Linked DNA regions of Mus musculus: regions 2, 3, 4, 5 and 6 are each linked to region 1. A link is a contact called in public HiChIP or PLAC-seq and promoter capture Hi-C data. All regions are on one chromosome and are shown on one strand. The core of a region is the stretch at or near the end of the contact, and the rest is flanking DNA. Distances in the headings are between cores, read along the strand shown. Region 1 holds the start of Lpp (LIM domain containing preferred translocation partner in lipoma). Region 2 overlaps Tprg (transformation related protein 63 regulated). Region 3 has its middle 38 kb from the start of Tprg. Region 4 has its middle 48 kb from the start of A230028O05Rik. Region 5 overlaps Lpp (LIM domain containing preferred translocation partner in lipoma). Region 6 overlaps Lpp (LIM domain containing preferred translocation partner in lipoma).

Region 1 (4,254 bases), core at 728-3,227:
TGTCACTTACACTGCAGGTGAGGGCCCCATGTGCTGCAATGATCTCTTGTGATTATAACTTTCTATAATGCTCATGAGAACACCATGCCTACCTGAGTGATGCATCAGTACTTCAGGAGAAGCGATACAGTGATCTCCCCCAACACAGAGAACAGTTTCAACATAATTAGTAGCATTTCTGGATCAACACAGCACTCTTACAATGTGTATGATTGAGGAAATGAATGACTCTAATTATACCTTATTAAATTTTATTAATCCTCATTAGAACTCTATTATTCTTTATAAGTGGGTTACTGAGAAGGGAGTAAAGGAAGCAAGGGATGCTGGTCAAGTTCTGTTATACCTAAACGAGCAATGGATGACTTCCATTGCAGTAGCACAGAGGGCACGCATTGGCTGAAATGCTTAGGGTAGAGTGAATACACTGATCTCTTAAAAAGCCGGACCCCTGGGAGCCTGTTTCCCGTGGAACGCACAGGTACCCGTGTTCTCTCCTGCTGTAATCCTACTTTTGAGTGTGTGTAGCTGGAAAACTTGGGAGGGCAAAGGGGTTAAGCAGTTTGGCCCCAGAAGTGTTTGAATTTTGAAGACTGCCGGAGAAATGTTCAATACATGTTAAGTACAGGAGTACGTACTTTGACACTTAGTCCGAAAGGTTCATCAAAATATAACCGGAGAAGAGGCACGTTGGAGCGTCCCCACCCCTGAAGTCCCTGGTGTACTTTTTCTGTCTGCATGACTGAGTTAGGCTGTAGAAGGTGAGGGCCCACGGTGGTGGAAGGTGGCTTGAGAGTGGGAAGGTCAGGGGCATGCTCAGACAGCTGTGTTGTGCAGGTCATGTTATGGTATTTTCCTTAGATCCTACCCAACCCAATCAAAGACCAGAATGGGTGGTTGTGTTATTAGCATGGGTTGAAGTTGTTTGGGAGACTGGGGTAAAGCAAAGGATACAGGATAGAAACACCCACACCCCCACCCACACACCCACACCCAAATCTGTGTTTTTGGTTAGTTTGTGACAGTGTCTATGTAAACCTCTCTTGTGCCGGGATGAAAAGCGTTCACTACTGAGGGCCAGAGGGCTTCCAGTGTCTCCTAGCCGGAATCTTAACCTAGTAAAAGGGGTTCTCATCGTTGCTCACTTTTACAAATATCAAACACAAAATATCCAAACCCAACCTTCCAAGAACAGGCTTGTCTTTATTCAAACCAGTTCACCCAGTTCGTGTATTTTCTTTTTTTAAGCTGTAAGAACAGAGCAAGCTTTCTGGTTGGTTTTCCGGCAGGGCAGGGTTGGGAAGCAAAAGTTAAACTCCAAAGGTTCTTGTCTTTGAACAAAGGACAGGAAGTTGCCCTGAAGCACTCGATTGCCATTGTTTCTCAAGGCTTGTCAACCACAACCTTCCAGGAACTGGGGTTAGTCACTTCAGTGGGTCAAGTCATCTGCCTAGCTCTAACTTGGGTCTAAGCTCACAGTTAGAGGCCGGGTCGTGCCTGGAGGCGGAAACCCAGCTAAGAGTAGAATACTGGCTCCTCTCCACGGGGCAGGACTGGGTCAGGTCCCAGCTTCGGAGCTCTCCTGTGCGAAGGGAACTGAAGTTGCTCTCTACCATCCCGGACTTCTGAGTCCTGCTGGAGTCCTGGGCGGGGCTCCGACGAGGCTCTTAGGGTGGGGGGTGGGGTGTTCCATGGCAGGATCTCTTTGCTCAAGCTCAGCTTTCCAATCTGTCGTCTGCAGAACAGACCCGAGTTGTGCCGGTTTCTCGACTTCCTCCTGCATCTCCTTCCTCTTCCTCCAGTGGAGGCAGATCCCTCTTTTCCTTCCTCTTCCCATGCTCCCTGTACCCCCTCCTCCCCCCGCGTCCCCTCCTCCAGGAAGTGCATTGCCCAGGGTCACCCACCTCGAGCCGCCGCTGCCCCCCGCGCCCCCTCCCCGTCCGGCTAGTGCGGCGGCCCGCGGGCACACGCCTCCCCATACCTTACATGGACAAATGCGTGCAGGCAAAGTCAGGAATTCAGGCCCCTGACGTCAGCCTCCAGCGCTCAGGGCACCGCACGGGAGACCGCGGGGAGGGGGTGGGGAGGAAGGAGGGGGAGAGCACCAACCAGCAGCCACTCCCGGCCTGCTGCTGAAGTTTCACTTTTTGTCTGTGGGTTCGCTCCCGGGGCCCGCTCGAGCTTTCCCGGGATAAGTAGCGTTAGCGGCGGGGGAGAGCCGGCCGCTGCAAGGTAAGGGCCGGCAGCGGGGCCGGGCACCGGGGAGGACGCGGGCCGGGCGGAGCGGGCCGCTGCGGGCCGCGGGCCGGGCCGGGACAATGGGAGGGGGAGTGCCCGGCACCTCCTCCTCCGCCCGAGCCTCCGCCTCCAGCCGTCGCGGCCGCCGCTGCCCGGTCCACCTCCTCCCCCAGGTATCGTAGCGAAGGCTTCCTCCCGCAGCCTCGGCCCGCGGGCGCCGCTCGACCCCCCGACCCCCCGGGGGACGGGCCGCTGAGGGTGGTGGGGAGCGCGGGGCGCCCTGCTCCGCCCCGCCCGCCGCGGAAGTGCGGGTCCCCGGCCGGGAAGCGGGGGTGCACGCCGTGGGGGAGGGGCGGATGCGGGAGTCCCCAGCGCGCCCCCGGCCCGGGCCTTTCTGGGTGCCCAGGGGGCGGGGCCGCGCCCGGTGGCTTCGAGCTTTCGTGGAATCCCAGTTGTCACCGCGGAAAGGGCCTAGGGACCCAGTGACTCGGAGTCTTCCCATTTTACAGTCAGGGCAGGCGAGGCAAAGAGAGGCAGGCTTTCCTGGAAGTCATCCCTGGAAGGTGGAGCCAGGTTAAGATCGGTGGCTCCGGACCTCTGCTCCCCTGCTGCCTTTTTAAAATTTTTTAAAAAATTTATTAATTAATTTATCTTTTTGTAAGCGGTTGTGGAGTCTCCACTGCTTTTAAGCACTGTAGGTTACAGAGGCCAAACTTTGCCCTCTGGGAGCGCTCACTGGAACGCAGGAGCCTAACCTGACTCAAAGTAGGAAGGGCCAAATCCTGGAGAGAACGCAAAGATCAGGTTTTTTTATGGGAGTTCGCGGAAGGACTTTTCTTATTTTGGCCTCCATGGCCGGACCCGAAATCCCAGAGGGGCCTGTGATTGACTCCTTTGAAGGATAGGGAGTTTTCTTAAGTAAAAAAGGCGAGGCCTTTCGTGTCAGGGAGGCAGCTGCAGACCAGAGAAGGCTAAATAAGGGTGGGGAGTGGGCGTGGGTGGAATTGTGTTCGTGGCTTGGGGTGGGAGTATGACAGGAGACCGTGTCAGTGGAGTTGTGGCTTGGGTACTTGGACAGGGCAGTGTAAACTGTTTCTGGCCTTCTTTCTCTTTAGGAAGGGGGTCCACTGCTTCCCCTCCCCCACAAGGAAGGCCTGGCAAGAGCTCTCCGCGGATCCTTTCTGGGACTCTCCTGTTTCTATACACTCCCTTTGCAAACTTGCCTCTGCAGTAAAACTTTTTCTCAAAGATGTTAGTGACTTAATGGTTCACTGTTTTCACTATTCCCGGCACAAGCGAGTTTTCAGACAAGCTTTAGGGGAAGAGGGAAAGTGTACAGGGCTACTGTAGAGTGTGTCAACCTCTCCCAGCGGGACCCTTTCTCAGTTTTACAAACAGGAAGTAGACCCCGGTCCACAGAAGTTGAATTGCTAGCCCCATATTCACTGCTGGATTGAGGTGGGGTGGGGGATGTTGGTGCAGAAACCCAGTAAGAATCTTGCTTTCCCAGGAGTCTCCTGGTGTCCTTGCCAATGCCAAGGGGCACTTAAAGAGGAAACTGTGTATCTTGTATGTAATCTTTGGAAGGTAGCCTGTGGAATCCAGAATACAATCTATTGAGGATTAGCTATGTGAAGGGTAGGGGGACACACCCGGGTCCTGAGCTTGGGCAATGCCTTGTCTTGCCTATCTTGAACTCCCTCCTTCCTCTCTTTCCCAACACCACCTCCTGCAATTCCTTGTATGCAGCTCTGGCCTTGGAGTTGGGCATAGGCAGTGGGAGAGGAAGCCAAGTTCCTGACTTGGTTATTAGGCCTAGGACTGAGTAGCACCCTTTGTGGAGGGACAGTCTCTTGTGCGAGGAGGTGATTCCTCTGAGAAAGGTAGACATTTCCAGAGTGGGAGAAGAGACATGATTCTGAAAGGCTTTAGGAATGTCGGGCCATCTAGTTTGCATATGACTTTTGAGGGTTTTGAGCAGGCAGGAACATGATTTAGAGAGTTGGCATCGAGAAG
Region 2 (4,254 bases), core at 986-3,485, 980 kb after region 1:
AAGTCTGTTCCTCTGGATAACAAGGAAATATTAGAGATGAAGCTTTTCTTCTGAAAGTGCTGTTAGCCTCCAGTATCAGGGCAATGGTGTCAGGACAGACAGGAGCCTGAAGCACAATTAGAGCAGCCACTAAAGACTTGGGGGCTCAAAGGAGAAAGTGGTTTTCTGCAGAGCTGGCTCTTTTCTAGCAATCTGTCCTAGAGTCTAGAATCTTGGGTTCTTGTTCTCTTGAGTTGCTCTCGCTTGCTGTCAATCTTTAATGTTACATTAAAATGCAGCATATCTGAAGTCCATGTAGTTACCCCGGCAGCTGCTGGGTGGCAGCAGACGTGCTCCAGCAGTGGTTAAGGAAAGTGCAGAAGGGCAGAGCTGCAAGATTCTCTGCACACTTACCTCTGTCCTGGTGGGACACACACACACACACACACACACACACACACACACACACATTCATGCATGCATGCACGCACGCAGGCACAGGGCAGAGACAAATGATAGCTAATTTTGAATTTTATAAAGAAATTGAGGACACTTGTTATGAAACAACCATCTAAACAGTAAATACTGGGACATCTTGAGTCTCTTTGTTGCTAGGCTGTGTAGGGTGTTTCCCACTACACTTACAGTTCTGTAAAGAGATGGGTTGTTTTCTTTACACATGAGTTCTCTGAGTTGCATCAAAGGAGAGGCACAGCCTTAGGCTCTAGGGTACAGAGTTGAAATGGCCCTGTTATGTTGAGGCTGTGCATCTTTCAGAACTGCTGATTCCTGGCTCCATTTAGGGTGATGGCTGCTGCAGCCGCAGCTGTACCCATAATGGTATATAACTGAAGCTCGTCCACATGCACATAAAACATAGTGGCCATCTTGCTCCTTCACTGAGGTCCCTCAGTTGTTATAAGCTGTTACAGGAATCTAGCAGAAAGGAACTGACTCTCCTGGCCATTGTGCTTGCATTTAGTTTGTTTGTTTGTTTTTTGCCATTTTTATTAGATCTTTGAGAATTTCACAAAACATATTCATCTCCCTCCCCCGACTCCTCCCAGACCTTTCCCACTCACCTAACTTTGTTTCCTCTTCATTAATTTAAACCCATCAAGTCCAATTTGCATTGCCATGTAGTCCTGGAAATGTGACTTTCCAGGGGACTGTGGTTGACCCACCAGGGGTTACAGCCTCAAAGAAAACTGTTTCATTACTTCTCTACATTATTGACCTATAAATCCTTTTCTCCCAATCATAATATTTGTGTCAGAAAAATTCTGGAGATAGAGGGACCCATAGAGACTATATAAGACCCAGAAGGGCAAAGCAACTTAGGTAAAATTACAGTTACAGAGACATAAACAACTGTGGGGCCCTGACTACTCAGGAAAACTCAGGCTTGGATCACAAAGCAAAGTGGCTTCACATACTGACTCTTATTTCTTGTCAGCCAATTCTCATCAGTAAAGACGGAAATTAATAACAGCATTTCAGGGATGTTGGTCAGTGTAAGCAGGTACTCTATTGGAAAGCCTAGTGGTTTGCTCATATGCAGTCTCTTGAATTTGGTTTGGACTCTTGGTGAGATCATGTGTTTTACAGTTTACAGCACAGTTAACCCTCCCCACCTGGTACAAGAGTACAACTCAGCCCTTGGTGGGAAAACAGTGCAAACAGTCCCTTCAGAATGTCTTCACGTCATAGGCTAACCAAGTTATAGCATGCTTTTCCCATATGTAGTTTAAGCATCTATTATTATGTTTGGGATATGCTTTGGCTTGTATTGCCAAACCTGTATAATTAAGTGTTATATTATAGTGGGCTCCACAGCATTGGGCAACGAAATGAATTCTGGCCTTGTAATCAGCTGAATTTTGTGCCAACTCTACAAGGCACTAGCTCTGTGATTGTACACGAATTTCCTTTCGAATCCATAAAGTGACAGTTCAAAAAAAAGAAAAAGGGGATATGACCGATTTTCAGATCTCATTTGCGGGGATTTTCTTCTGGGAATGCATCGGAGACTCCTACTGTCTGTGTAAGGTTTCATGTTGACTGCTGAGATCACTCTTCTAATCAAATCCGCTCAATCGTGGATGATTAAGATGATTTCCCAACCGCAGACCTCTCCTGCTCAAAGTTCTCTCTTTAAATTTACTGCCAGAGCTCAGTGGAGTTCAGTAGCCAGCTCAGATGCTGACAGACCTGGGAGACAGTACCGCCTCCTACAGGAAGGTGGCGCGAGAGACTCTTCTCATAGATCAACCAGGAGGCTAATGGCCTGGAATGGAATACTCACAGAATCAGTAAACTGGTGACCATTCAAAGCAGACTTCCCTTTTCGGGCATCCGGACTGTTAGTTGTCCAGCCTCAGAGGACTTCTGGTAAAACAGAATTGACTTGGGGAAGACTTTGCTTGTCATGATTTTCCCTGAGTGAAGTGGAAGTCAGCTTCTCTAAGAGTCGCCCTCCTCCCCCTTCTCTTCCTTATCTCCATGGAGTTAGGAGTCAGCCCATTAATTCAGTATCTATTCAGTTCTTGCAGTGTGCCAAGCATGCCAGAGCTGAGCTCTGGGGAGCAATGTGTGAAGTATTCGTTTTTCCGGGGCAAACGGTGAGATTGGAGAAGTATTAAGTATACGGCGTGTGGCAAATGCTGATACTTGTGACCCAGGTGGCACAGAAGGAGTGAAGGGGGCTCACTCAGAGGAGGCTACAGGAAGGATTCTCCAAAGATCCAGAATTTGAAAAATGTTCACTCTCTCCTTCATTTCAGTCCTCCTTGAGCTGATTATCCTGGTAGACAGTGACAAAGAGCACATTCTGGGGGGGGGGGGGGGGGGTCACACGAAGACTGGGGACACGAGTTCTCAACCCAGGCTTATTACTATTGTCCCTGCACAAAGATGGATGGAGGAGACGATCGGAATAGGTTGTTCAGTCCTTGCTGTCTAATTGGTCTCCGTCTCTCTTTCTTTTCCCCACTGATTAGCCTAGAAAAAAAAATCGCTATCTTTCCTAAGTGTTGGCTTTCTTAAAGTTCAGTGTACCCCATCTTCCATGACATAGACCTTTATTGGGGGGCCCTTAGCTTGTGGTTGAAATGTTCACAGTTCTTAACTGGAAAACACTGTTGAGAAAAGCCACAAAAATTGTGAACGTGCCCAGGCATATTGGAAGCTGCCCCCAAGGTCTTTCCATTGACCAGCACAAAGACTATGACGAAGGTGCTGTCTGCCCACTCCTATGTGGAAATCGTGTTGTGTTTGTCTAGAAGCCAGAAGGAAAAAAAATATATGTTGAAAATGGCCTGATGACAGCCTATTTTGAGATACAGATGCCTTGCTACTTCAAATCCTTTCTTGCAAAAATTCTTATAGTTGAAAGGTTTTCATTGGTCTGAAGTCCAAGGAAATGAGCGTCCTTCCTTATCTAATTTAGCTAGACTGACAGTTTGCCTGTAGCTATTGGGAAACAGAGGGCTACTCACAGCCATTGGAGTGAAACCTCTGGGATATGGGATACAGTTCCTAAGTTTGGCCACAGAAATGATTTTTTTCTTTAAAAATGCCCCAGAATGTAATTATATGTCTTTAAACTGGATGCATTTCCAGATCAACATCACTGTGGACTTGGGGTGGGCAGTTCTATATTTATAGAAGTTAAGCTTTGTGAGACTGATCTTTTTTTATTTTTTAGAGGTTCTCATGTGTAAAATATAGAAGGTGTTCTTCATTGAGGCATGGAACCTGATAGTATCACGCAGACTTCACCAGGCCCAAGGTGTTGAGGGTGTCTCAACCGGCTGTCCACTCAGGAAAATACTTAAATGAACTTAAAATAAAAAAAGAAAAGATCTATTTTTAGCTCAGTTTTTATAGTTTATGTCATCTCTTGGTCATGTCTTGAGGCCTGAGATGAGGCAGCCATGGCTGAAGTGTTTGATGAAGAAGTCTGCTCAGGTCATGGTCACCAGAAAGCAAAAAGAGGAGAGGCAAAGTTCAAGGTGGTGTCCCTGTAATCTAACTCCACCTTATTGGGTCCATCTCCAGAAAGTTCTAGTATGTCCAAGAACTGCTATAGGCTGTGGCCAAGCTTTTACCACATGGCCCTCCTGAGAACACTTAGCATCCATACCATAAGACAGGGCACAGAGTTTCTAGAATATTTTTGCTTAGCTTTGATCACTATTTTAATTTCTTCTTTGAAGAAAGAATACTATATTTTCTCAAGAATATAACTGGAAAATTTAGTGAATAGTGTATGTT
Region 3 (4,254 bases), core at 1,277-3,776, 860 kb after region 1:
GAACATGTGGACCATGTAGGGTTTGAGTTCACAGCCCTTTTTCTCGGGATAAACTGAGAGGAGAAGGGGCGGGTTCAAGGTGCTCCCTGCTGCTTTAAGGACCTGTGATTCTTTTTCATGTGGGAGCAATGATGAGGTTTCAGTGTATTTGAATGTTGTCTCTTGTTAAAGACACGAGAATTAACATCTATATAGGCGTTTCATCCAACCTGCAGTCTGGAGTCTCACTTTTTAAAACTGGCTCAAATAATCCTAGTTACTCAAATATTAGAGCGAAATGAGGTGTCATAGTAACATACACAAACACTCATGTACGTATACACACACACACTCTTGAACACACAGAGGTATGTACACACACACACACACACACACACGTGCATGCACACTGTAAATAATTAAACTAAATAACAGCATTAAAATGACTAGCAAAGTTCTTGGTAATTCCTGGGGTGCAAGTATAGATGAATGGAATGTCTCTTTCTGCATTAAGAAACAGTTTATAGATTAGTATGTGAACTGTTTAGGATACACCCCTAATGCTGATAAACATACCAACTTCATTACACGAACACCATAAAAATCTCAAAGGGTTTAATTCTAGCTACAATAGTCTTTTAATGAGGTTGGGGCTTGAACCCTGCATTTAAGCACTATCATTAAATGCCCCGAGTAGTCATTTATACTCTGATATAATGCAGGCGGTGGCTTGAGTTTGAGGAACAGGAAGGGATTCAGGAGCCTGCATTTGAGAGAAGAGGACGTTGAGACTCAGCGGCATACAGCACTTTTAGTAAGGATGCTGGATACTGAGCAGAGGATTTGAAGCTCCAGCGGACCTAACGTGTCTGACTCTGGAGGGTTTCCACTTTCCCTTTTGCCACTTCCGCAGTTGCTGCAATTCCTGAAATGCTCCACATCTGCAAGCAGAGTAACCATCTATCCCATGTTGCCCAAGCCTTTCAAATTCTTCACTTTGTTGCAGTGCAATAATTAAAATGTGACAATAACACCCTCAGCTAGTTCATCGGTTTTGTCTTTTGTTTTTGTTTTTTCCTTTTTTATTTATTTACTTATTTTGTGGTAGCTGAGGAGAAGGATCTCAGGGACCCTCCAACACGATCGATCTTAACCCTGAAGGTGACAAAAGGGCAGCTGTTGATAAGCCATGTCTACTCTATAAAAGATTACATTTAAAGTTCAGGGCTTTCTACTGGGGAATTTCATGTGTGTGGCTGTGCATGTATACATTTTATTTTTCAATGATCTGGAGATCTCTTATAACACAATTACAAATTATTGTAATTTGATTCTAACTAAATATAGGTGTAGCAAATAGGGATCTTTGGTTTACAAATTATTTTCTTTCTGTGTAAAAAATATATGTGTGCATTCTGAATGGTCTACAGTGAGCTTGTGCAAAATTTGTACCAAAGGATAATCTTTAATATTAGAGTTGAGAAGTGTCAGCTGAATTCTATTTTGAAGAAAATAAGGTGTCATAGTTGGGATACAATAATTCTCCCAAGCAGAACAAAGTCCTTATAGCTAAAATGTTCTTGGTGATTCTGGTTTCTCCTTCAAACTTCATGTAAGTGTGAATTAACTCTACTGTAGAGAATGGTCTGAAAATGAAGGTCTAGAGGAGAGGAGGTAGGTGTGGCGCCTCTGAGGTGGTACACTTTCAGATCACTCATGGCTCTTAAGAGTGTTCTGTATCGTGTCCAAGTCTAACAGTAAGACAGCTCTTAAAAAAATAGGTCAGTTTTGTGCTTGTCTTTCATTTTACCTGCTCTGGTCCATGGTCCCTCTAGCCAGTGACATTCCTGAGCAGAAGAGAAGAGAGTGCATAGCAGTGCCATAAAATGACCCAGGAAGTTTGTACACTGTGGACAGTCAACCTCGAGCTGATCGATGTTCAGTGCAAGCCCTTCAGTGAGACACTGTTGTGTTGTGACTACTCTTGTGACTTGTGACAAGTTGCCTTCTCCTCTTTAATTTCCATTTCTCCAAGTGCAACGTGGAATTTCCATCATATGCCCCATGGTTCTCCGTGGTTCTGGTGGGATTTGAGGAGCGTGAATTACAAACTGGTATCCCGGAGCCATCCAGTCTAACGCAAGCTTTACTTTGCTCTGGGAGTAAACCTTAAGAAAAGGTCAGTTTTGCAGACGTCTTGAGGTTGTGTTCCAACGTCCTCGTTAAATAACCGAAGTCCAGACTGGCAGGCCCAGGGGAATATTTAATCAAGTAAAAAAAAAAAAGGCCAAGTCATTACTGGAACTCCGTCATCAGACCTGTAAACACAAGCATTTATTTGTGGGTGTCATGAGAAAGTGTGTTCACTTGTAATACTCTCTCCTGTACAGGTTCTACTTGTCAAATGTGTATGACTCTTCTGATAATTCAGAAGAGTGGAGAGAGCAAGACGAAAGGAAAGAGAGAAAATTACAACTGTAAACAGACTCTGGACAGCGAAGGATCAAAACAGCCTCTGGCTTGACTGGATGAGTCATAGCTATAGTCAGACCACAAATAGAAGCATAGCTTCTCTGTTGAAGGGCAGTCTTCCTGTCTGGAGAGGAAACCCAGCTCTGATTGGAGATAGTAGTTTTTGCAGACTTCAAAGCATCGCAAGCAACTGAACAGACAAGAGAAAGGGTTGGTAAACAGCGTTCCAGGTGCTACTCTGGAGAACCAGCCGCACAGCTCTGATTTGAAGCTATGTAGACATACTTTCATCGGAAGCCAAAAGCTGGTGGTTTGTTTGTATGCTTGGTTTGTTTTTTTCTTCTGCTTCTTTCTATAGTATTACTCCCTTCTAGCATCTGCATCTAATTTCATCTCAAGTAATGCAAGTTGTTCCTCCAGGCTCACACTCCAGGGCACAGAGAGAGATTGGCAAAGGGCCATCTAAGGAGGTAGGAGGAAGGCAAGGGCACGTGTTTTGAAACTACGAGGAAGGTGATGCTTTCAACAGGGCAAGTCTGAGACTGAGAGGGTGTGGCAGAACAGAGGAACATTCTAGTGGTTCCTACTAGGTAGACAAGCCAGTTTGGCCTCCTGAATTTAGACTTTAACACTGAGTCTGGGTATAGCTTAAAATTTAGTGTATATGTGAGGAAGAAGAACATGGAAAATTGGAATGAACGAATGGGACCCGGTGTCGGAGCCTGAGTGCCATTAAAGGTCTGGACTCTGTATGCTGTGGAAACAGGGAGGCAAGAAACAGAGACTACGGAAAGATGGGAACTCCAACCATGGGAGGTAGAATGAAGCAAGCTCAGGAAGGCCAACTACATCTGCTGTCACTTGGATGCTTGTCCAGCACAACGTAAGCCCCTGAACTTAGAAAGCACATAGGAGAGACGATGACATCGATAGATCTAATCGCTGGAGGATAGCAACATAAAATGTTTTTTACCAGTACATGTTTTGGTGTGTGTTAAGGTCATTGAGCTGAGTAGATGGGACCTGGAAAACTATATAGTCAGGTGATTGAAAATGACAAATGCATAATTTCCATTTGATAGACATAGGGGACAGGCAGTGAGGGAAAAGTTACCTGCACCATGTGTTTGACATTGGTGGTTTTGACTGACACAGGTTCACTACTTGCTCCACATTTCCTTTCCAACCTACGCTAGTAGCTTTTCTATCTGCTGTGATAAAATTCCCAGCTAAAGTGACCTACAGAGGAAGTATGAATTTAGACCTAAAGTTCCAGAGTACACAGGCCATGGTGGCAGGGTAGGTGCAGGAGGCGATGCGTCCTATTACATCTGTAATCAGGAAGCAGGCATAATGAAAGATGTTCAACCTCACTTTCTCATTTCATTCAAATCGAAACCCCAGCCCATAGAATCATACCTTCCACTTTCAGGGTGTCTTTTTCCACCTCAATGAACCAAATCTAGACTTATTTAAAGGATCGTTTCCATACCGACTCAAGTTCTGGTCGAATTGACATTTGGTGTTAGCTATCACACAGCTTTGATTTCACCCTGAGTCTTGGCCCTTGGGATCCCTGCAACACTGAACTTCTGTCAGGCAGCTGTGCCCTGGCTTCCTGTCTGAGGGTGGGTGAGTCACCTGTTCCCACTGGGTCCTGCATTCCTCATGTGTGAAATGAGGATGGGACAACAGTCTAGCTGTATGTCTGGAACAAGAAGCACCTGTTGCCAGCATTCTCTTTAATAAGCAAGCAAGCAAACAAACAAAGCCAGCCAATGAATCCTTCCTGTCATCATCCAT
Region 4 (4,254 bases), core at 1,204-3,703, 620 kb after region 1:
ACTCCTTCCATGTATGGATATACTTTAGGAAGCTTTGGTAATAGTGAGCTTCCATACAACTTTTCAAAAGACCTTTAGTGTTCGTTATCTCTCCCCAAACGCCCTGCTCTCCCTAGCCCTCTCGTTCCACTCCATTTATTCTTCTTGTTTCGATTTCCTCATTATATCACTGTGTTATAGTTCTCCTTCCTCTGTCCCCTCTTCCTTCTCCCTCCTTCTCCCTCCTGGTCCTGAGTGAAGTAACCTAGATCCAGAAAGAGAAACACTATATGTTTCCTCTTATACGGGGATGTTAGTGTTTAAGCTTTAAATATGTGCGTTTCATTTAGAATATTCACAGAAGTTAGGTAGGAGATATATCTATCTATATATCGAGATACACACACACACACACACACACACACACACACACACACACACACACACATTCTCCCACATGTAACTTCTTTTGTAAATTAGAATAAGAACAATTAGAAAATAAACAAAACTTTCTATGTGGACCACAAAATTCTCTATTTCCATGACTTTTTCTATGCTCCTTGGCATATGTGGCAAATTCTCTAAGAATTTCAGCCTAGAATTTCCAAGGCACAAAGTAGACACCACTGTTCTCCTACTCTTTATACCTCACCCTTGTGTGTGTGTGTGTGTGTGTGTGTGTGTGTGTGTGTGTGTGTGTGTGTGTGTGTGTCTGTCTGCCTGCCTGCCTGCCTGCCTGCCTGCCTGCCTGCCTCTTTCTCCCTCCCTCTTTTCTTCTACAGAATATAACAAAACTTTCTGAACATGGCCTGAAATCTTTCAGCTTTCTTTCTAGCTTTTTTGATTCTCAAGAAAATGTTCGTGGCCAGTTGCTACAGGGTATTTGATCACACCATAAACCCTGAGATTGTCTTGTTTACTGGGAAAACCTGTTTTTAGTTGTGGTGCGGCTCAGCTTTAGCACACACCTTTAATCCAAGAGTTTTCTGCTTGAATATTGTAAATAGAATTAAATAAATTCAACCACAGATGAAGAAGCAGAGCAAGAGACCAATTTACAGGAAGTGAACATAGGATTATTAAGAAAAAAAATATAGCAAGTAAGAGGAAGTCAGGAAGATGGATAGAGAGATGCACAGGAAGTAGAAGGAAAGGTCAGCTGGATCCTTTCTCTGCCTCTCTGAGCTAACAGGCTTTCACCCCAGCATCTGGCTTCCAAGTCTTCATTGATAAAATCAAAGGATTGATATTTTGTTAAAAACAACAGCTGATGGTATGTATAATTTAATAATAAATTAATAAATATATGAAGCCCATGACAGTATTTTTTCCTGTTACATATCTTCGTACCACTGATATATGCTTTTTCATATGTAGAAAAAAACTAAACGTTATTTCCTACTTCTAAATTTCCATCTAGACTGTGTTTTATTCAGCCCCGTATATAGGACATATGAAGTTCTTGAGCTAATATGTACTGCATAGATGCATGAATGAATAAACACATGAATGAAAGACTGTCTCTGTGGGATGAGTGTTATCTCCTGTGAGGTCACTGAGCAGGAAGAAATCAATTATGCTCCTCAGGAGAAAATATGATCGGCTGGTTTACTCTTGTCCTTTGTCACCTCCACGGTGACAAAATTCTACTGCATTATTTTTCCCTTTCAGATCTTTGTTGGTTGGTATGCAAAAATATTTTCCCTGTGACCCGTGAAGAACTGTTTTATATTCTGTAAGGTAATGGGAGGAGAAGGGGTCTTTTCTGTATTGTAACAGGGCATAAGGGGTCTTGACTCATTCAAACATGGAGGAAATTGCACAACTGGAGTGGCTTCATCTGAGCCATAGTGAATGCAAACGAGTGATGTCAAGCCAACCTAAACTACCCCATTGTTCTTAGTGTGACTAAAAACTGACTAATATTACTTCCTCTGGCGTGTTTTTTTTTTTTTTTTTTTTTTTTTTTTCCTGCTTCAGCACAATGGAAAAGTTCCAGGCTGCTGTTCTACTTCACTGTCTGGACAAAATGATTTCCTCTTGTCACAGCCACTTGAGACTAAAAACAGTAGAAGTGGGAGTTGGAACTCCGAGCTCCCAAGAGTATGCTTCAGTTTAGCCCTGTGATTGTTCTGAGATATTCACCAAAACTATAAATAATAGTGAAACCCAAATAGGACCAGACTGCCTATGTGAGCTGGAGAGGGCCCTTATACTTTCCCGTTTTTATTCTGAGGCTTTCAGGATTGCTAAGACGTCAAGCCAAGGAACTGTGGTTGAATGTGGAGTCTCTCTTCTGTTCAGCAGCTGTTTCTTCAAAAACAAGTCCTCCTACCTTGGGGCTGCTAACAGTTTCCACCTCCTCCCTGTAGATTGTTCTTTGTTCTGTCCTCTGGGAGATGGCTGATGTTTGCACACTCCAAAGAGGCTCAGAGCCATGCTCTGTGTGGACTAAGTCACTGGAGACATGACTAGTGATGACTTTACTCAGAAAGAAAATGAAGTCAGCCAAACCACAGCAGCAGGGATGCCTTTCAGGCTTAGAAATGGAGGGCACCTTTCTTTCAAAGTGGTCTCATGGGAGACAGAGTGGTTTCATTCTCTCACCCCAGTGTTACTATGGATACATAACCAAAGATATGTGACCGGAGGGAATCAAGGTGGCTCAGCAGGTAAGAGTCCTTGTTTCTAAGATTGATAACCTGAGTTTAGACCACAGAGTGCACGTGGTGGAGGAAGAGAACTAGCTCCCACTCTGTTGTCCTCTCTGTCCTATGATCTCTACATGTTCCTTGTAGCACATGTGCATCCATACAATATAGATACATACATACACACATACATACATACATACACACATACATGCATACATACATACATGCATGCATGCATGCATACATGCATACATCAACTACTTCTATATATCATTGCCTCCATATGTTTCTACAGTTAAGCTTTCCTCTAAACAATAAGCTACCTCAGCTCCCCTTTGCCCTCACTGGTGGCAGTTAGGCTCAACTGTACATTGCTACTTGCATAGAAAGCTTGTAATCCTTTGGCAAAGGGGAAAAAATCTCTCTGCAAGACTTTCAGCCCTTCTCATTTTCTTGGGAAAAAGAACATTCTAGAGGAAACACACACACACACACACAGTAAAATTAACCGAAGCTCCTTAGCCCTTTGCAAGTCTGGAATTCCTTTTTCTCTCAGTGAGTCATATCTATAACATATGAGTTTCCGTTAGTTTGAGGGTCAAAGAAAAATCCAGCCCCTACAGGACTTTTCAGCTCTCTGGGAATTGGAAGGAAGGACTCATTTCATGGCAGAGATGATTGCTTTTTGCTTTTGAACTATATCTGGTGGCCCAGAAACCACAGCCATCAAATTCAGAGGCTCTGCTAAATCGTCATGATTTCAGCTACCAATTAAGTCTAATGTGCGTGAGGAGCGATGAGTCTGCGGGTGGAATAAACCACTTCTTCAATTGATTGAACTTCCAAGCAAACATGCTTTGATGACCATGGACACCCATCCCTTAGAAAGATTTCCTGAGACAATGAAGAGGAGCCAACCTCTAATTGTTAAGGACATATACCGGGGAATGTAGATATACCCAGAGATCTTGTGTTCTCTGCCAGACCTTGAGCTACCTTTTAGTTCCAGCAAGATGCCTCAGGGGACCACATAAGGGACAAGTTATGAAGAAAACTCGCTGAGTTGCTGGCAGGCTGTATATGTCCAAAGACTTAGGCCTCATCTGAGAACACAAGTAGGAGTGTGGTCTGGGAATCATCTGCTATGTTAAATTGGGACTCCAGGTTAAATAAATAGGTTCAGAGAGGGATGGCATTGACAAGAAAACCTGAGTGACAGTGCGGAAGCATGTTTGCATGAGTGATGTCATAGTAAAACTGCAGACTTTCCCACAATCTTTTCAGAAATTTGCAATGTACTTAAAAAAAAAACAGATTGTACAAATATGTATGCTCATTATGGAAAAATAGAAAGCACAAGCCAGCAAAAAGAAAGTTGTGGCTTTCTGTGATCTCATCACCTAGAGTAACAACTTCAACGGGCCAGGGTTGATATTTTGGGCTAAATCATAGTCTTACATTGGCATTTAGCAGAACGCCTGGCCTCTGCTCCCTGAGTAGCATGAATAGATTCATTCTCATTTTCTGCAACCAAAACTGTGTCACCAGACACAAAATCCATCAGGAAAAATCACTCACATTGACCACTAAAGTCTAGACATAAACAGTGATACCATGTTTT
Region 5 (4,254 bases), core at 1,091-3,590, 600 kb after region 1:
TCAGTGACTGTCCTTTACCCATGTGTGCACTTGGGACACCTGGGGACACTAGCAGACTACCTAAGACATCTTTCCTCATGAATGAAGGGTAGAAGAGTTCCCCTCTAAGCGTTGGAGTCAAGTCTTTACTCCCTTCCAGAAAATATGTCAAGGAGAAAATAGAATTATAGATGGCACATGACTGTCTGGCTCTTGTCTTAAGAATGCTGTGTGGAATTATGTGCCTTACGCAAAACCTGAAACTTAGAAGCCAAGTTTTGTGCAGCGGAAGGGAGCACTGAGCTCTGTGGTGGCTCCGCGAAGTGACTTAGCCTGGGTTTTGCATTGCCTTGTCTGGATCTATGCCTTTATCGTTACTTAACAGATTTGGGGCTTTTCTTTCTTTACCGCTAAGCATGGGCATGTGTGCAATTATGAGGTGAACTTTCTAAGTAGTAAGCCCTTGCCACAAAGTAGACGTTACACAAAGGCACAGAGCCCAGGGATAGTAATCTTGCCTGAGCTGCTCGCACAGGCTTCTTATTCCATGGCTTTGTCGCAGGCTTTTCTCTTTCTGTGCCATCACCTTTGAGAAACATGATTGCACCTTCTCCAACTCTGCCTTTTTAACAGCTTCAGTTGAGTTGGCAAGACTTTCCCAGCTCTGAATATAGCCATTTCCCGACTCCGGCCTCTGCGAGACTGATTTCAAATCTGTGATCTTCTGTTCAGCGTACACATCAGCAAAGTGAGAAGTTGGGTGCTAAATATAGGCTCTATTAACTTTACTTTTAGATGTGCTGCCTTCAAAGAGTGCCTATTCTGAGCAACGTAAACGTTATTCCTACATATGTATGTACACACGGTACCCGGACTCACACTGTTCGGGCTTCACAAACACCATCAGCAGGGGTAGGTGCTGAGATAAGGAAGCATCGCCAAATTGAAGAGGGTGGCTCATTTCCAATCTCCCCTTCAGTGGCTACCATGAAATGGGCTAAAACAAGAGTCTCCTGCACTTCCTGCTGACACAGCCACTTTGCATTTATATCCCAGGAATAGTGGCAAATTGCTGAGGAACCCGTATTTCATGGAAATAATACAATCATGAACATTTCATCAGGAGAGGGAAAGGCAATTAATATGTGTCATGTGTGTTTTAAAAACTAAGTATTGCTAAGTTTTGAGTGTCAGCAGGTTTCTTTTATCTTACAGGCTAACATAGAGAAAACTAACGTCTTGGCTATAGGGAGTGTAAGCTCAGGGGGCCAGGCATCCCTGCCAGCTCCTTGAAGCATTTTTACTCCAGCTCCTAAGAATACCAGTCCATGCTATTTGAGGGCTTTTGTTCCTGGAGCTCTCTCTGTCAGCGACAGGAACTCTAGGTATTTTTGAGGAGGCAGCAGCATAGCCTGGGAGGGTGAGTGGTTACCCAGCAGTCGTGCTCGGAGGTGAGCCAGGTAGATGTGCTGAGGTACATGGAGATACCGTATGATCGTACAAGGGTTGAACGGAGGACATGATTCCAAAAAAGATTGTTCTCAATGTGTCGTCTGACTCAACCAGCTGGCAGATTACACTTGCCAAGTCGCTTCCTTTCCTTCTAAGTCATTTGGCTCCATATTCCCTTGAATATGCCTGTGAGGAAAGTAAGATGTGTCGCCCCATCCACTTAGCCTTCCTGAAAGGACATTAGTGATGCCCTAGTGGTCACCAAGCTACCATGAAATGCCACCACTCCTACTCAGTTGTACCAAATGCAAGTAGAGGGGACAAACTGTGGGAGACAGATTTAGTGCCATCGTGGTTGTCTGCCACTCTGCCCAGTATGATCCCAGCAACCCACGAGATCTGAAGGAACAGGACTGGTGAGTAGCTTTAGGGCTATGGCCGTACTTCTTTAGGAACGTCATGATTGGAGTCAGGTTGATTTTTTTTTTTTCTTTTTAGAGGTGGGCAGTACTTTTTCCCATTTCTCCTGTTACCTATCTTTTGATCTCTATCTAATCTCAACACTAATAATTTTCTGCTGTTGACCTGATCAGATTTCAGTGCTAGAAAAGAATTCTAAAATCTCTTGTGTGCTGTCCTCAAGTCTTTGGGATACACAGGTACTCCTCCTTGGGAACAAACAAACTGAGACAGACACAGTGTGGCCTTGCTCTGAGTTTCAGTCTGGTGACTTGTGGCCATGAGAGAGAGCTTGATATGAAAGCTAAGTCATGTTTAATGGGACAGGGTAAGGACAGGAGAGAAAAGCTGTTAGGCTTTCCCTGTGCTAAACCTATCTCCTGGGAGCAGGCACTTCCTCCTAGCTAGCCACCATCACAGCCTCACCAGCAGCAGCCTCAAGACTCAGTAACATTTCCAACTTAGGAAAAGCTACACAGACGCATAGAGGATATGACATTGTTCATCTGCATGATCCTGACAGAGCCTTGGTATTTTCACAGTGTAAGCAAATTGCATATCTTTGCTGTCTCATAAACCATCGCTGACATCCCCACGGGAGCACACATAATCCTTTCTGAAAATCAGAAGTTGTGTTACAAGAAAGTGGTTTGGGTAATTTCTTTTGTATTTACACATTATTCAATTATATTAAAACATGATTTTATTTACATTCTATCAGTTTTGATTGTGTTTCCCCAGTGCTCAATGAGAATAAATATGAAAATCACAGTTTTTTCTGTAAAAGAATTACTTTATATTTAAAAATCCAATAAACTTCTCATTCCACTTAACTTGCCTCTGTGTGGAATTCTTTCGGAGTCAGATGATCTCTGTTTCCTTTTAAGCCCAGTTACTGTGATTCATTTTTTCACCAGTTGCTTTCCATATGGTCCTCTGAGACTGGGAATGCCTCTCAGAGCGAGTTATGCTGCAAGAACATGAAGCCCCCACTCCATCAACACAAATGAGCTCAACTTCTGACACGTTCGCAAACCACTTCAGCACCCTCTTTCTGAACTCTGCAGAAGTGTGTGTGTGTGTGTGTGTGTGTGTGTGTGTGTGCGCGCGCGCACGTGCACACACACGTCTGTGAGTGTGCGTATGTGTGTATGTGTGCGTATGGGAACACACACATGTCTCTCTGTGTATGAGTGTGTATGTGTGGCCTTTTAATGCTAGACCCAAGTAAGTAGGTCCATTGAGGTGGGCCTGGTGGAATTCTACCCTCGTTTGACACTTTTTCTCCACTTGTACTATGACTATTTCTCAAACACCACAATCACTCTTTGCTTAGGCACCATGAGGAATGCAGGTATAATCCAAAGTGGGGCGAGTGGATAGTACAGATCTCTAGGAGAAAGGGATGGATGAATCAGATACAAGGGAGCAAGACCGCATTTACGCACTTGGCATTTAATCATTCTTCATGCTCTGTCATCATCTTGTCCTCATTTATATTCTAAGAATAACAGAAAAAAAAAAAAAAACAAGTTCACTTTTTCATTCAGCAGATGTCAAGAAAACAAAAACACCCAGTGCACTAAGCCTTAGGGTATAAGCTTACTAAAGTATGACTGAGTCTCCCATCACAAAAACTGGAGAGAAGCCCTTCTCTCTCTCCAGCACCTGGTCAAACATCTGAGATTTGTGAGCAGGAGGGCTCTCACAGAGGCAGCTGTTTTTAAAGCTGCCACATAGAAGGTTCATCTTTGAATGCATGGTGAGTACATCATGAATCCTGGGGAAATTCAGGAAGTTGAAATCATAAGGAGCATGGATGATGTAATTTTCCTTTCCCATCTCTTCACCTTCTCAGTCACTTGATGCTCTTTGACAAGCCCATTCTGTTCTATGTAGTCTAATGTTCTGTGTACCCATTTTGTCCTACTTGAGATTCTGAGAGATAGAAGGACCTTTAGAGACCATTCACGATGACCTGCCAAAGAAAAACTAAGTCCCAGCGATATAAAAGCATTTCCCCAACGTCCAGAATCATGACAAGGCAGAGCTTGAGTCCTGTCACCTGACTCAGTGCAGGGCTAGCATACAGATTGTTTAATGATGTGTGACAATAATGATACAGAGTTGAGCAAACCTGTGATGTCCCTAGACCCAAAGCAAAGATTCTTAACACAATATTTCAGAAAGAAATAAACCAGGAAAGAATAGCAGTATTTCAACAAGGAATGGTTAGCAGAGAAAATAGCAGCCACATAGTTAAATCTGCATGGACTGTTATACTGAGCAATCCTTTTACTTGAAAAAATAAACCAGCAAAGCTGAAATTCTGGACAGCATTAAAATGTAAGCACAGTGAACAAG
Region 6 (4,254 bases), core at 809-3,308, 540 kb after region 1:
AATCCAGCTCCAGACTCCTGAAGGGCTGTTAAAGCACTTAGCTCTGTAGGATAGATGTGTTCAAGTGAGTACATCATGCCGGATCCTCTTCTGCAGCCGTCTTAATCAAGATGCCAAGTATCCCGTTCTTCCTGCCTCTGGGAGTGCATCCTTTTCCTGAAGCATCTCACACCTTCTTCCATTTTACAAGTACTTCTGCTGCTACTGCCACTCCCAACCCCAAAACAGCACCCAGCCCTGTTGGGATTCCTGTGGGCTGTGGTAAGTGAGACGTTTTGCTCGAGTCTGAAAAGACTACAGTGTTTCTGTGTGTACAGAACAAAAATGGAAAACCAGATCATGTGTTTATCTTAGAGCTAAAATTCCAAAACCTAATCTGAAGCGAAGGACCATATTATAGTATAAGACAGTGTCCAGACTCACTTTAAAGGAAGGCTGTGCAGGAGTCACCTTCGGACCTCTATTTAACAGTTCCAGTTCGGGCTTTTTGAAGCCGTTTTCTACAGTAGGCTGTTCTGTATTGAGCAAACATACACAGATGAAAACCCAGCAAACAGAGTGATTTAATTCATTGCTTACCCTGCTGAGTATCAAATTTCCTAACTTTCAACTAATGTTCTTTAATTCCTCTCTTTTCTTTCTTTTCTTTGTTTGTTTGGTTTGGGTTTTTGCTTTTTGTCAAGACAGAGTTTCTTTGTGTAACTCTGGGTATCCTGGAACTCATTCATTTTGTAGACCAGGCTGGCTTCAAACTCGCGGAAATCTGCCTGCCTCTGCCTCTGCCGCTGCCTCTCGATGCTGAGATTTAAGGTGTGCTCACTGCCGGCCTGGCAGCTTCCTTCTTCTTATGAATAATAATGTGGGAAGCCTAGGGAGTCTCTTTTGGCAGTCAAGACATCTTCACTTGTGTCTGTAGCAGTTTCAGTGACTGCTTTTCTCCCTTTAGCTATTTCCTCCCTCGAGCCTCCCAGCAATTGCTAGGGTTTCATAGTTCATGCTAGCTGGACAGATATTACTCTGGAGTCCTGGAAAAAGTAGAAAGTAAGGTGAGAATCACTTAGTTATTCTCTTCAGCAAAACTGTTAATGTTGTTTATATGACAGGCAGTCTGGAATAGAGTGCCTTGGGCAAACTGTTTAACATGTTTACAATCGGCCTCCGGGCAAGTGGAAGGTAGGCGTTTCCATGCACAAATGTCATTGTCCTTGAAGCACCCAACTCCTTGTGAACAATATTGTGTGTCAGCATTCTTCCCAACCAAAAGGGCCAAGTCTGTGTTCAGTTCAGTTGACTTCTGAAAGACAAGAAAAATAACTTGCCATGAGACTGTTCTGATTCTAATGCAAATTTGACTGATGTTAATTTTTCCTTATCTCTAATGAATTTCTGTGTGTGTGTGTGTGTGTGTGTGTGTGTGTGTGTGTGTGTGTGTGTGTGTTTATAAAACCTACGAGGGTTTTCATCTCTGTCTCTAAAGAACCACTTTCGTAGAATCCCACTTTTAAAAAGATACCTGAAAGCCTATTGTGTGCAACATCTGGCTCTCTGGAAATCTGTCAGAAGGAAACTTTTTTTTAAAAAAAGTTGTAAAATAAATAAAAGCCGATTTTGAAAGCATTTAAGTGGACATAGAGATTGCACGAGGAAGGCATTTATTCGAACTGGGTAATTGGCGACACTTCCTCAGGGAGGATGGGAAGGTCTGTGGCACATGATGTTAGTGGGAAAGAGGGGACAAGGATAAGAACCCTAGATGAAGATGTGAAGGCAGGAAGATTGACACATGCGTAGTCATAATCCCAGGGGCAAGAGGGCAGAGGACGAATGGAAGAGCCAGGTAGAGACCAAGCAGCTGAGCATTTTGAGAGCAAACTCTCCAGTTGATCGGAAAGCTTTGAGTGTGCTACTGCAGCCTGAATAAAAGTCTGTCTGCAGCTGCTAAACAGTAAGCAGATCAAACTGGCATTTTATCAGAAAAGGAAGATCTTGTTCTAGTCGCAGTAGATGAGAGGTCTCAGAAGGTTGCGCATTGTGATTTCAGCTACACATGCAAATCCACAAGACTCGGAGCTCATTTTTACTGTTGTGCAACAGGGTTAGTTTTGTTTTGAGCTGAGTCTCCCAAGGAAGTGTGGTAATCAGATTTCTAAATCCATCACATTAAGCCCTGTCAGCAGTGAATCATTGCCTATGTGTTAAAGGTCAAAAAATTTCCCTTTAGAAATTCATTATGGTGGTGACTGGAATGTAAATTTGAATGTTCATGTGTAGTGGGTGTGAATTCAACAGATAAAAGGCCAGAGGAGACACAGAAAAGTCCATGTTGTTATTATTTTAGGTCAGATATTTACAAATTGTACTTTAAAAGTTATGACTGCAAAAACAAAGAGTGCGTATCTTTCTGTCTTGTTTGGGCAAGGCTGTGTGCTGGCTAGTAAGAGGAGGAGCCGGTGTGCTCACACTCCCAGTGTGAACTATTACACTATTGTTCACATTTGCTTTTCCTCACTAATGTGCCCACCCACCTTAGCAGATCCCCAGCTCAATTTCCTGGAATTGTCCTATCAGAAAGTCCTGACTTCAGGACTGGATCCATGTGTGCTGCGTGTGTGCTACCATTGAGTTGAAGACTAGTTTTTATTTTCAGTATTCTTGAAGGTTTATCATCATTGTCATCACTATTATTGCTACTACTGCTACTATTACTATTATTACTATCATCATCATCATTATTATTGGTAAGTTTAACTTTCCGTGGAGTGAACCTAGACCACTAAGCTGAACTCACTCTAAATGTTTCAGAGAATTAAAATACAACACTTCTCTATAAATTTTTAAGAAAAATCTAAGTTTCTGTTTAAAAACAATCAAAAAGTGAATGCAGTGTCTTTACAGGTTGTGATGCATTCAGGAGTAGTTACGAGACAAGTAGAGTGATTGCATTACCTTCCATGAAGCTCTTGGGGAAAAATTGTCTATGTGCATGAGTGTTGTGTCTGTGCATGTGTCTATACACCACCTGAGTGCTTTGTGGACATAGAGTCTAGAAGAGGGGGTTAGATTCACAGGACTGGAGTTACAGACAGTTGTGAGCCTCCATGTGGATGCTGGGATTTGAACCTGAGTCCTCTAGTGTGCTTTTAACCCCTGACCCTTCTCTCCAGCCTTCTTTCTGTGTAGCTCTTACTAATATTTCCACTGCACCAATATTGTTTCCCACGCTGCTAGACTTTAGTTCTGAGCTTCTTGAACATGCTCTGAGTTCCAGGCCATTTCCATCCTCCTGGCCAGCACGATGATGCTCACGTCTAGATTTGGCCATTTTCAGAGCTGACGCACAGGCACTATGTCAAGCCTGTTAGGACAGTTTTCTCTAAAGCTCTCTGGGTGATCCTGACACTACAACATAGTGTTTCCAGTGGTTTCCATTGTGATTTTCATATTTTTACAGACATTCAATTCTGGACTGCATTTCAAGTCACGTGTAATCTCACATGTACTTTGAATCATAAACATTTAAATATAAATAACCAACTCATCCCTTTCCGTTTTCAAAAAGATTTGTGTCAGTGTGTGTATGAGTGTGTGTGTGTGTGTGTGTGTGTGTGTGTGTGTGTGTGCCACATTTGGATGGGTGCCCTTGGAGGCCAGAAGAGGATGTTAAGTTCCTTGGAGTTGGAGGTGGCAATGATCCACGTAACATGGGTGTTAGGAACTAAATTAATGTCCTCTGGAAGAGTAGCAAGTGCTCTGACCACTGACTTCCTCTCCAGCCCTATCTTTCTGATTTTTAAAATGAAATTGCAGTCATATATTCACATATACAAAATATATTTGTTTATATATTATATAATATATATTCTCATATATTAGACATGTTTATAGATTTGTATATAATGTATTTTACTCCTAAAGATATTTTCCAATATGTTATTAGATGTGTCCTTTCAAAATCTGGATTTTAATAGTAGTGTAACATTTCTTCTCATGATAGCACTATTATCTAACCTATGCTTGATCCCTACATATTAAGGTTATAAAACCACTCTTGGGCAACTTTGGGGGCAATAATCTAGGTCTTACCTTGAGAATATTGTAGTTTATTAGTTTCTCTGGGGGTTGAATGTTGCTCACACAAGGAAGTGAGTGGTCCTTAGAGTGTTGCTTATGCCTGGTACCCCATTTCTCCTGACTCATGAGGAAATGGCTCTTTTCTCTGTTCCTAAACCCTCAGTGCGTCAAAAAGCACTGCAG

What was found. Promoter capture Hi-C pulls out the DNA fragments that hold promoters and counts their contacts. HiChIP or PLAC-seq counts read pairs in DNA pulled down with a chosen protein or histone mark.
Region 2: a contact with region 1 is called in a FOXA1 HiChIP or PLAC-seq map of pancreatic cancer cells. The contact joins the enhancer-like site here to the promoter of Lpp in region 1. A contact is called at or near these places in 3 of 39 promoter capture datasets (the 3T3-L1 cell line, 3T3-L1-derived adipocytes and hippocampal neurons) and 2 of 115 datasets of contacts at active chromatin or transcription factors (large pre-B cells and pancreatic cancer cells).
Region 3: a promoter capture Hi-C map of pre-B cells shows a contact between it and region 1, with 2.0 times the contacts expected there. The contact joins the enhancer-like site here to the promoter of Lpp in region 1. A contact is called at or near these places in 9 of 39 promoter capture datasets (3T3-L1-derived adipocytes, the C10 cell line, cranial neural crest and 5 more), 3 of 484 Hi-C or Micro-C datasets (bone marrow-derived macrophages, myocytes and pro-B cells), 6 of 115 datasets of contacts at active chromatin or transcription factors (bone marrow-derived macrophages, craniofacial prominence, forebrain and 2 more) and 2 of 9 other capture datasets (embryonic stem cells and macrophages).
Region 4: an H3K27ac HiChIP or PLAC-seq map of heart atrium shows a contact between it and region 1, with 5 times the contacts expected there. The contact joins the enhancer-like site here to the promoter of Lpp in region 1. A contact is called at or near these places in 6 of 39 promoter capture datasets (the C10 cell line, cranial neural crest, liver and 3 more), 1 of 484 Hi-C or Micro-C datasets (Sertoli cells), 11 of 115 datasets of contacts at active chromatin or transcription factors (the 230-238 cell line, bone marrow-derived macrophages, embryonic basal ganglia and 7 more) and 1 of 9 other capture datasets (embryonic stem cells).
Region 5: a contact with region 1 is called in an H3K4me3 HiChIP or PLAC-seq map of bone marrow-derived macrophages, with 3 times the contacts expected there. The contact joins the enhancer-like site here to the promoter of Lpp in region 1. A contact is called at or near these places in 4 of 39 promoter capture datasets (the 3T3-L1 cell line, hippocampal neurons, liver and 1 more) and 7 of 115 datasets of contacts at active chromatin or transcription factors (the 230-238 cell line, bone marrow-derived macrophages, embryonic basal ganglia and 4 more).
Region 6: a promoter capture Hi-C map of 3T3-L1-derived adipocytes shows a contact between it and region 1, with 10 times the contacts expected there. The contact joins the enhancer-like site here to the promoter of Lpp in region 1. A contact is called at or near these places in 12 of 39 promoter capture datasets (the 3T3-L1 cell line, 3T3-L1-derived adipocytes, the C10 cell line and 7 more), 5 of 484 Hi-C or Micro-C datasets (the 3T3-L1 cell line, 3T3-L1-derived adipocytes, brown adipocytes and 2 more), 9 of 115 datasets of contacts at active chromatin or transcription factors (bone marrow-derived macrophages, craniofacial prominence, embryonic forebrain and 5 more) and 1 of 9 other capture datasets (embryonic stem cells).

The regions. Positions count from the first base shown.
Region 1 is chr16:24,391,373-24,395,626 of GRCm38.p6, forward strand. Lpp (LIM domain containing preferred translocation partner in lipoma) reads left to right here and starts at 1,978. Exons shown (of 13, transcript NM_178665.5): 1 at 1,978-2,232. It overlaps Lppos (LIM domain containing preferred translocation partner in lipoma, opposite strand), which reads right to left and starts at 2,283. Exons shown (of 2, transcript NR_037954.1): 1 at 1,982-2,283; 2 at 1,184-1,735.
Region 2 is chr16:25,374,661-25,378,914 of GRCm38.p6, forward strand. The region is part of intron 4 of Tprg (transformation related protein 63 regulated); the gene reads left to right. Among named protein-coding and RNA genes, the nearest start is that of Tprg, 90 kb to the left of the region's middle. Within about 2 kb of position 2,236, at least 33 of the 459 cell types and tissues checked have an H3K27ac peak or open chromatin away from gene starts, as enhancers often do. A contact at or near this core is called in pancreatic cancer cells, where this site is marked.
Region 3 is chr16:25,246,460-25,250,713 of GRCm38.p6, forward strand. No RefSeq gene overlaps it. Among named protein-coding and RNA genes, the nearest start is that of Tprg, 38 kb to the right of the region's middle. Within about 2 kb of position 2,527, at least 72 of the 459 cell types and tissues checked have an H3K27ac peak or open chromatin away from gene starts, as enhancers often do. A contact at or near this core is called in bone marrow-derived macrophages, pre-B cells and pro-B cells, where this site is marked.
Region 4 is chr16:25,009,253-25,013,506 of GRCm38.p6, forward strand. No RefSeq gene overlaps it. Among named protein-coding and RNA genes, the nearest start is that of A230028O05Rik, 48 kb to the right of the region's middle. Within about 2 kb of position 2,454, at least 82 of the 459 cell types and tissues checked have an H3K27ac peak or open chromatin away from gene starts, as enhancers often do. A contact at or near this core is called in the 230-238 cell line, bone marrow-derived macrophages and heart atrium, where this site is marked.
Region 5 is chr16:24,989,856-24,994,109 of GRCm38.p6, forward strand. Lpp (LIM domain containing preferred translocation partner in lipoma) reads left to right here. Exons shown (of 13, transcript NM_178665.5): 13 at 1-2,723. Among named protein-coding and RNA genes, the nearest start is that of Gm52245, 51 kb to the left of the region's middle. Within about 2 kb of position 2,341, at least 21 of the 459 cell types and tissues checked have an H3K27ac peak or open chromatin away from gene starts, as enhancers often do. A contact at or near this core is called in bone marrow-derived macrophages, where this site is marked.
Region 6 is chr16:24,931,828-24,936,081 of GRCm38.p6, forward strand. The region is part of intron 10 of Lpp (LIM domain containing preferred translocation partner in lipoma); the gene reads left to right. Gm52245 (a long non-coding RNA gene) reads right to left here. Exons shown (of 3, transcript XR_003951917.1): 2 at 4,084-4,254; 3 at 788-1,294. Among named protein-coding and RNA genes, the nearest start is that of Gm52245, 7.4 kb to the right of the region's middle. Within about 2 kb of position 2,059, at least 74 of the 459 cell types and tissues checked have an H3K27ac peak or open chromatin away from gene starts, as enhancers often do. A contact at or near this core is called in 3T3-L1-derived adipocytes, bone marrow-derived macrophages, brown adipocytes and 2 more, where this site is marked.